2 separate regions of the Mus musculus genome follow, and region 2 is linked to region 1. Evidence: chromatin contacts called from public HiChIP or PLAC-seq data. All regions are on one chromosome and are shown on one strand. The core of a region is the stretch at or near the end of the contact, and the rest is flanking DNA. Distances in the headings are between cores, read along the strand shown.

The links. HiChIP or PLAC-seq counts read pairs in DNA pulled down with a chosen protein or histone mark.
Region 2: an H3K27ac HiChIP or PLAC-seq map of oligodendrocyte precursor cells shows a contact between it and region 1, with 7 times the contacts expected there. The contact joins two enhancer-like sites. A contact is called at or near these places in 2 of 484 Hi-C or Micro-C datasets (cerebral cortex and embryonic stem cells), 2 of 115 datasets of contacts at active chromatin or transcription factors (astrocytes and oligodendrocyte precursor cells) and 1 of 9 other capture datasets (embryonic stem cells).

What each region holds. Positions count from the first base shown.
Region 1 is chr12:28,698,789-28,703,493 of GRCm38.p6, reverse strand. Trappc12 (trafficking protein particle complex 12) reads left to right here. Exons shown (of 12, transcript NM_178811.5): 8 at 1,885-1,958. Among named protein-coding and RNA genes, the nearest start is that of Mir6937, 22 kb to the right of the region's middle. Within about 2 kb of position 2,768, at least 94 of the 459 cell types and tissues checked have an H3K27ac peak or open chromatin away from gene starts, as enhancers often do. A contact at or near this core is called in cerebral cortex and oligodendrocyte precursor cells, where this site is marked.
Region 2 is chr12:29,237,835-29,242,539 of GRCm38.p6, reverse strand. The region is part of intron 1 of Gm31569 (a long non-coding RNA gene); the gene reads right to left. Among named protein-coding and RNA genes, the nearest start is that of Gm31569, 35 kb to the right of the region's middle. Within about 2 kb of position 2,414, at least 56 of the 459 cell types and tissues checked have an H3K27ac peak or open chromatin away from gene starts, as enhancers often do. A contact at or near this core is called in cerebral cortex and oligodendrocyte precursor cells, where this site is marked.

The DNA of each region.
Region 1 (4,705 bases), core at 1,519-4,018:
CTCGCTCGGATATGCAAGGCTCAACAGTATAGTTGGTCCCCACTCTTACCCAACAGTGGATGTCCCCTTCACCCATTTCCCCTGTAGCATCTACTCTGGATAGGTGAGAGGAAGGACGTGGGCTTTTACCCAGTAATGAGAAGTACACATGGGCTGAGGACAGCCCAACCCAGCTCCTCGGTGCACTGGGGGCTTTTCATTTGCCTGCGCAGATTTGCATGGAAGAGGGGAAGTGGGCCACAGTGTGAACTGTCAGTGGCTGAACATCCTGATCTTCCATGGTACCTTGGCAATCACCTATGGACACGTGGTGGACTGCAGGGGCAGATCAGCCTCTAAGATCATGTCTCAGTCTCTTTCCATTTGCTGTAATGAAATACCCAAATCTGGTTTAATTTATAAAGGACAGAGTAGTACTGGATTTACGGTTCTAGAGTCTGGGATGTCCATGAGATGATGCTGGCATATGGTGAGATCATCCGCATTGTACAGGGCATCACATGATGAGACAAGGAAGCATCTTCTTAGCTCTGTTATAAAACTGCCAGTGAGGCCAGGCACAGTGGCGTATATTTTTAATCCCAGCACTCAGGAGACAGAGGTAGGAGAGTTCTATGAATTCAAGGCCCGCCTGGTCTGCAAAGTGAGTTCTAGGACAGCAGGGCTGTTACACAGAGAAATCCTGTCTCAAAAAAAAAAAAAAACAAAGATAATAATAATAAAATCATAATAATAATTAATAAGTGAATAAAACCTCCAGCACTGTGATAAGGCCTCATCTGAGGACTTTACCTAACCTCCCAATGCCTTTCCAAGGACCCCCCATTTCAGATACCATCAACATGTGGCTTTAGGGATTATATCCCCAGTATGTAACTTTGTGTACACATATCTACCACAGCAGTTATTCTGGCTACAGCATGCTGAATACATGCCAGTCCCTTTCAGCACGTTTATAATTCCCTGGATTTGAAGGGTTGGGTGTGTATGTGTGCTGTGTGGGTGATTTATATGTGGTGTGTGCATGTGTGACGTGTGTGTGTACATTTACATGAGTATATCCTGCTATTAACTAGGCTCTGACACCCAAAGGTATGAATGTATCTGCTTGCCCTAGCTGATGTAAGCAGTGTAGTCCCCAGCTCAGCTCTTACTCCTGATGACCCAGGAACCATCAGTCAGCCCTCCCCTCACTTCAAATGTCTGTGAAGGGATCATTCCAACACAGAGGGGGAGAACCAGTGTGAAAACCAAAGAGATGGCCAGTGAAGGTTCTGAACCAGAACAGAAGATGGCCGGTATCAGATGTGAGCAGAGGTGCATTGTTCACGGTCTACTGCATCCATAGCGGTGGGTACTGGACTTATCCTGTCCTCTCATGGAGCGCTTTTATGGCCACTTCTGGTGTCCATCCTCAGTAAAGCCTGTGAAAAAGGCAGACCAGCGTTGTTCCAATCTGAAACTAAAGGCCTAGGGAAGTGGTCAGTTCCAGGTTGTAGGGACTAAAACTGCCACCAGGCCCGGGGTTCTCCGCAGCCGCTGGACACGAGCAGGCGATGTGCATGGGTCAGCTTCTGCCCTGGGCAGCAGATGCTGTCTCTGCATCAGACGTGTTCACAGGTTTAGGATTGTGGCTTAGAAGTGAGCTCCTGATGACTGCTTGAGCTGGGCTATATTTCTTGCTGCATCTGTGCAGATGGTCTCTTATGGGAGCCCACTCTGGGCATCCCACTGAGAACACTGTCCTCTGTCTCCGGTTCTTGGGGAGGCCTGGTAAGGTTAGGCGGGGAGGCGGGGGGCTTTGTGTCAGCACCCAGAGTGTAGCAGTTGCCAGCTCGCAGGAGCACACTTGCTTGTGCACACTCACGCCTCTCTCTCCCGCAGCCTCTGTTCAGCTGTGGAGGTCTCGTCTGGGCCGTGTGCTGTACTCCATGGCAAACTGTCTGCTCCTGATGAAGGTATGTGGGCGGCTGAGCTGTAGAGCACCTTGTTCTAGCAGACAGTGTCAGCTAGAGGCTGCAAGGAAGTGCTGCGTGTTCCAATAGGCCTGACAAGGAAGTGAGCCGTGGGCCTCAGCAGTCTTCAGTGTGGCCTAGATTGCTCAGTAGAGTTCACTCACACTTGGGGGCCTAACTTGTCGTTGTAAAATTTCCACAGAAAACAGTTTATATTGCTGAATTTAATTGCACGGGCCTAGGTCTAAACAGTCTAATTAAAACTGCTCACTCCGCCCGAAAATGGGCGTTTTCCTCTGAACTCCATCCAGAAAATCTCACCTTTGTTCTGATTGTTTTACTGTGAGGGTCATTTTTTAATGATTGATGGATTTGACATCTGAAGGCAGTCTTTCCCACCAGACCCTCTTGTGAGGACCTCACCCCGAGCTGTGCACCTGAGGAGCCAGTGTGACTCGGGGAGCTCTGCCGGGCTGTCAGTCACTGAATTTCCAGTCCATTCTCCACGTGGGCCCTGCCAGCGGGTTTTCAGCTTCTCTCTCATTTCAAATACATCCCATGCCTGGCTTGCCTCCCGCCCTGGGCACGGGTGGCCTGCCACAGAGCTGGCGGCCTTGCTGCCAGCTGCAGGCAGGCACTGAAGCCGCCACGGAATCTGTCAGCAGCAGACGCCCAGAGCAGCGCTGTTAACACCTTCCGAGCTGTGGTGAGACGGCTCATCAGCTCATCCTCAGCCAAGGTCGTCCTGCTCTGACTGAGCGGCCGCCAGCGGGCAGGTTACCAAGGGGAAGAGCGTGCTCCTCGCTTTAGAGCGACTGGCAGCCCTCCACGTGGCCAGCTCCTTGGACCTGGCAGGAAAGTCTGTGACCACAGCCCAGCCATAGGACAGTGTGTTTCCTCTGCACCTCTGCAGACAGGTGACGTGTGACATTGGGTGTAGACAGGCTCTTGTAGTAGGTGACCTTGACACAGAAGAATGGGTTTCCTAAAACCTCTCCAGCTGTCCTCACAGCTCTTTCCGACTCTTGAACACATTACAGCTTTTAGAAGTTCTGTGTGAGATATTTGCACATGGTCTGTTGCCACAGGGCCACTTTGTTCCTGGTATCTTCCCACATCCACCTCCCTGGTGACATCATTGCAGAGCCTCCCCCACCTCCCCATGGGCTGCAGCCCTCAGCCAAGGAGGGGCCTGCTTCCTTCTGTCCCACCGCCCCCTGTGAGGCCTGCCTCTCCTCACTGCTGTGGCCTGTAGCAGCCTGAGAAGGCACCGGGAGCCTCCAGTCTCCTGAAGTCTCTGAGCCTTGGTTGCCTTCTTAGGCTTGCAGCACTGGTGGTGCCCAGCCACAGGCTGAAGATGCTCAGGGAGGAAGTCGCTGCTCAGCTGCAGTGCACTCAGCTTGCCTTTCTGAGAGACTCTGTTAGAAAATAGTGTAACAAAAAACGCTTTCCTTTGTTTTACTGCAGTAGTGACACCGCCAGCAATGTAGGCACAGGCACCAAACGTCTGCCTGTGACATCCTGTCACCCAAGGTTCTGAACGGGACGGATTATCATGTCTCAAAAATACTTTCTCCATGGATGTAATTTAAATTAAAAGTTTGATTTAATCTTGATTTTCATGAGTTAAAGAAATGCTGTAAGGAAAGTGGATGTGAGCACATGCAGTCTGCTGCCATCTAGTGGACACGACAAGTATTGCCACAGTAGCTGGGCTGCATAGCTGGGGCCTGTGTGCCAGCTAACAATGACCTAATTAATCAGCCTTTTAATGATAAGAAATTTGCTCATATGTTCTAGTTCTGAGAGTCCCACTATATATTTCCAGGAACACCCGCTTGCAAGACAAAGCCCTTCGTTCATAAATGTGATATCCTGAGGTTTCACAGTAGCCATAAGATACCTGGACAGTTTTCAGCTTCACGTCCTTATACCTCCCACACAGCATTGACTATTGTGGCTTCTCTTTTGTGGGGAAGAGCCTGCCACACACAGGGTGCCTCCTCTTTGCTTGGAAAACACTACATAAAGCCTTTGTTGGCAACAGAACAGCCATTAATACAATTTAGCAGTCTCTCAGCCAATGCAGTTTTTAGGTGCAAGTCAGGCAAGAATGCTTTTGCCCACATATGAGTGTTTGTATTTCTATTCAAGGGCAGGTCAGTGTAGTCAGAAGAGTAGAGCGGACACACTACAAGAAGCTGTTGTCAGCTGGCCTCCAGGTTCCCAGAATGAGTGATTTCATTGACTAACAGCCAACTAGGTGGCCGTCAGTGACAGCCCTGAACACTCCCTCTAACCGCCCCCAGGCTTGTTGACACATGCTGACACTGATGCCGATAGCACCTGCCTGACAACCCCTTCTCTGCTGCTGCTTTTTCGGATCAGTCCCAAACCTGTGGATCCACCCTGCCTCCTAGGAGAACTGTAAAATCCTATCAAAACTGAACCTGGTGGTACATACCTTTAACACCAACATGGGAGACAGAAACAGATGGATCTCTTGAGAGTTCAAGACCAACTGAGTCTCTATAGTTAGTTACAGGCTGTACAGAGCTATACCGTAAGACTCAGTCTCAAAAAAGTTATATATAATGGGTATATTTATAGCCTGTTTCTTTTCTGTTGGGCCATTCTCAGTAGCATGTACCCTTGACCCTAGGGCAAGTTTGAAAGGCAGCAATGCCAATCAAAAAAATCTAAGATCCTAGCAGGGCTTACTCCTGAGGCATACTGACCCTCCATGCCAT
Region 2 (4,705 bases), core at 1,165-3,664, 540 kb before region 1:
GCCTACACATGGCTTCTCAGATAAAGGCTCAGATAAGGGCCTTCCCAAGCTCAGCTCCAGCTCCACAGATAAGTCCTTAGGAATCAAAAATCGATATGTAAGGTTCTGGGGTCCCTCAGTGACCTCATCTGAGAAACAGTGTCTGCATCATTACATCTGACTCTAGTAGGGAGAAACTCAGATCTATTTCTCCAGCCTGGAGTCCTGCTTCTCCCCTTGTGCTTCTCCATAGGGTCTGGTGCCACACAGATCCCAGCACATACTCACAGAGAGACATCCATACAGTCACATGTTAGTGAACTGAGTCATGTTCACCAGGGATCAGACTTAGGTAAATAGTATCTTGACCATCAGAGCCACACAATCCATCTGAGGCACACAGTCCTTCAGAGGATTGGTACAGATTACAGACTAGAAGGGGAGACCAAGGTCCAGGCTAGCAGACCCCACCCTCCACCCCCACCCTGAGCACACAGATCCAGACTGCAGTTTTCTCAGTCGCAGATAGGAAAAGCCAGAGCTTCTAGAGGCAGCACAAGACCTTGGGAGGATTGTGGAGAAAGAGAAAGGCAAAGCCAGCAGAATCAAAGGGTTGAGACAACCTTCTCTAAAATCATAACCTTTGAGTAGTTGGGTGAAATTGGTATGCTGAGCCCACATGAGGACCCTTGGGAAAGCCACGGGCGGGTAGGAGTCTATGTCTGAACTAGTGATGGAGGGGTGTGAGGGCAGAGCTTGGTGAAGATGATCAAGTACAGGACCTAAGTACCACCAGGTACCAAGAACCCACACACACTGCTAGGGGTTCATGTCCCATCCTGGAGCAATGGACAGGCACATAAACCTCGTGCATCTGTAATGGACTTGAGCCAACAGTAACAGAAGCATCCTCCAAGGGGGCTGCCCCTCCAGCCCTCTAGCAAAAGGCAATGTCCTGAGCTGGTTGAAGACTACTGGATAGAAAAGGGAACAGAGTTTAGTGATACCACCTTGCTCTAAATCATTGTCCATGTGATTCTAGGAAGAAACTGAGTAGGAGTTGAGGTTCGGACCCGAGAAGGAGGACAGGAAGTCTTGGGTGACACAAAAGGAAGAACAGGTTAGGTAGGTGTGACCACACATTTAGTATGACAATACCTCTTTCATTCTGAGAGACTGAAACTCTTGCTAGACCTCACAGAGAGAGTTGATAATACACTTAGTGGCTACTGTAGACTGCTATCCTACTGTGTGCGATTAGCTAGTTAGTTTAACCTGCCTTTAAGAGAACAACATAGCAACTGCCTTAATTTCCTTGGGTTTTTTACATTAATGTTTATGACCTAAGTTAATAAATAGTTGAAATCTGAATATATATATATCCTCCCATACTCTATAACCACAAGTATTGCATGTGTGGACAGCAGAAAATGAGTTAAACGGAGCCATATAAAGTGAGTACCCTCAAGACAACATATGGCTATTGCTTGATAGCATTTGTTAGTTTATCTAGGTCAGTTGGAGTCAGTGATTTAATTTCTTGAAAAAAAAAACCTGTTAAAGATTTTTGTAACATATCCTTCCCTCTGCATGTGATGCTCTCTGTCTTGTTCGATAAAGAGAGGACAAAGTCCTTTGTTGGGGATGGAGACAGACAGATCCACAAGACAGCATGCAGACAGGCACGGACCCAGACTCACACCCCAGAAAGAAAATTACAGAAGACATAGGGAGAGAGAAGTAGAAATTGCAAATCCAAGCCCATTGTTAGTGAAATTGCACCAAAGAGAATTGCTTCTTACCATCTTCTCCTTAATGAGACACCTACACATTATTGGTGCCTCTGAGCTCATCATTAGAAAGGTCGGACTGATTCATAGACAGTAAAGGTGGCCACTCAAGTAAGTGACCACAGACTTCAACAGAATGTAGGTCGTTCGGGTGACTGAACCCCATCTGCCTGTAGAAAGCCAGCCTCAAGCACCACTGCACTGAAGGCAAACACAGACATGTTGACACTGATGCCTACCCCACTCAGTACTTGAGTGAAAACCCGAGGAAACCGTATATTCTCCACCTTCTTTTATTGCTATATTATGCTACTCAGGAGCAGTGGAGCCTCTGCCAGGTAAGGGGAGACAGAGAATGAATCAGGGAAGGGGTATTGAATATGCCAGTGTGGGGGTGACTCCCAACAACCTTCCCTGCTTCTGCAGGTCTCAATGGTCATGAGCAGCTGCCCAGTGCCAGGGCCGGATTGGAGGAAAGAAAGGAACTAAGCAACCTGAGATGGCCCCTCAGCTGCCGTGGCACAAGGCCCTGTGAATGTGAAATCTCTAGCTGGCATCAGAGGCAGCAACCTAGCAAGAGCAGTGGGCATGCTGTAAAGCCACAGATGCTGTTGCAATTAGCAGGGAGAGCACGTTCCCACCCCACAGCTGACAGGGAACTCATGGATCTGGGCCACGTGGGGCCTTATCTTCTACAGAGTAAACAGCTCGGGAAGTCTCACTAGCTGCTTTGAGACAAGAGAGGCCTTTCATGTTTTAGCTCTCAGCTTCTCCTTGCTAGAGATGCACACCTCCTGTTCACATGGTGGGGGGGGGGGGAGGATGCAGCAGCCCTTGCGCCCTGCGCACAAGCACACATGTATCCCAGAAAGAGGTGCTGCCGAAATCTGAGGGCATGGCCAGAATTCAACCCGGAGATCCCAGAGTGCAAAGGAAGACAGCTCTGTCTGTGGATCCCAGTCCCATTCTCTTCCGTCTTAAAACCCATCTCCTTTCTGTCCTTAGAAATGCAGAAAGGATGGTTAATAATTAATAGGTAAAGGCCTCTGCATTATTAAATGCCAGGATGCTAGGCCAGCCCAGCCCAGAGCTGGAGACAGAATGGATGGTACAGCAGTCCTGGCAGCCATCTGGAGTCCTCTAATCACCTATCCCAAGAAACAAGGGCAAACCAAATGCCATATAGTATATACCAGCCAGGAGAGGGCAGGAAGTTTTCTGTAGGACTGCACAGAGGACCATCATGACTGAGGGGCCCTGGGCACACACCCGCTGGGTCAGGTGACAAGGGTTGGGGCAGCAAGATGCAGAAGTCTTTAAGGGAAACAACTTGGATGGTTTATGAAACAAACCTACTCTGTCCCAAAATCTCTGTCACAGAGACACAGCTTGGGGCACATTGGGAGCTCACGGCCAAGTCCATTTAAGAGATGTTTAAACAGAGGCGCAACAGAGTTTGTCCAGATGACGCCGATTCACCCAAGAGCTATATCACTGATGGAACAGCCCATCACTTTGAGGTGTACACCTGATTTCATATGCAAACATCAAGGCTAGAACATCAGGCTCAGAGAACACCACATTTAAAAAAAAATCACTGTTAGCAGAATTAGTAGAAGCTCACTGGCTCAGACTGCTGCTTTTTCTTTTAAAAAGAATTCTGCTTATTAGAAAAAAAGGAAAACCAGCACGCCTAGCCACAGGCGGGGGTCCTACCTTTCCTTCTCCAGGACAATACGTGCCTGTAGGAATCAGGCTCTCTTTAATTAATTACTTACTGGTCCCTGGGGTTACAAGGGCACAACCTCTGGAGAAAGACTCACGGAGGCCAAGCTCTGTCCTTTCTCCGGGCACATTCCCTCCCCTTGGCTGGCAGGGAACTCATGTTATGTGGGCCACTTGGGGCCTTATCTTCTACAAAGTAAACAACACAGGAAATCTCACTAGCTGCTTTGAGACAGAGACCTTTCATGTTTTGGCTTCTTGCTTTTCTTTGCTAGAGACACGCACCTCTTGTTCACATGGGAAGGGGGAGGGAGAAGCAGCCATTGTGTCCTGTGCACCAACACACATGTATCATAGAAAGAGGCACTGCTGAAATCTGAGGACATGACCAGAATCTAACCTGAGATCCCTGAGAGCACAAAGGAGCACAGCTCAGCCTGTGGATCCCAATCCCATTTTCTTCCATCTTAAAGCCCATTGTGACTTGGAGGGTGACTGGCATATGACATCATCATGATGCCCTTACTCAGATCATTCTAAGCATTTCCTTGGGCATGTCCAGTGGTTGCAGGTACGGCTAGAAAGCCTTCACCTGGCTGTGAGTTTCTTGAAGGAGCATGGTCTCATCAGTTCCTTTTTATACTATGGATTGTTATAATTAACAAAGAAAATATTCATATATGTTAGGTGATCTCGTTTCTAATATTGGTAGCAGAATAGTGTCTCTCTGTGAATAGCAAAGCCCATATTAACTTAGTTCAGAATCCACAGTTAGCATTCCAAAGGGAAGTTCTAACAATAATCCTGCCAATGGTCTCCTGACCTTCAGTGACCTCTCCCACCAATGCCTTTCCCCCACAGGTAACATACAAGGGAGAGGTAATGGTATATAAGCCAGAGAGCAGAGGGCACATCTCCACAGTCTCCTTGCAGATGTCTGAGCAGCCTCGGGTATAAGCCTCAGGCCTGTGCTTCTCTTTGAAGAACAACCTGCAATTCAGAGCCAGGAAAGAATCCCAGACTCAGGCTTTTTACTGCAACGGGCTGTGACCTTCCCCTCCCGATGTGGCCTGGAAAGTTCTCTCCCTTGTGATCCGGGAGTCTTATCCAGCATTCATCCCCAAGCCCCAAGCCCTTGATTGTTCTCAGCACCAAGTAAGGAAGGCAATATCCTTTGGCAGGCTGGTGTGGAATTGAGAAAGGTCACGTGT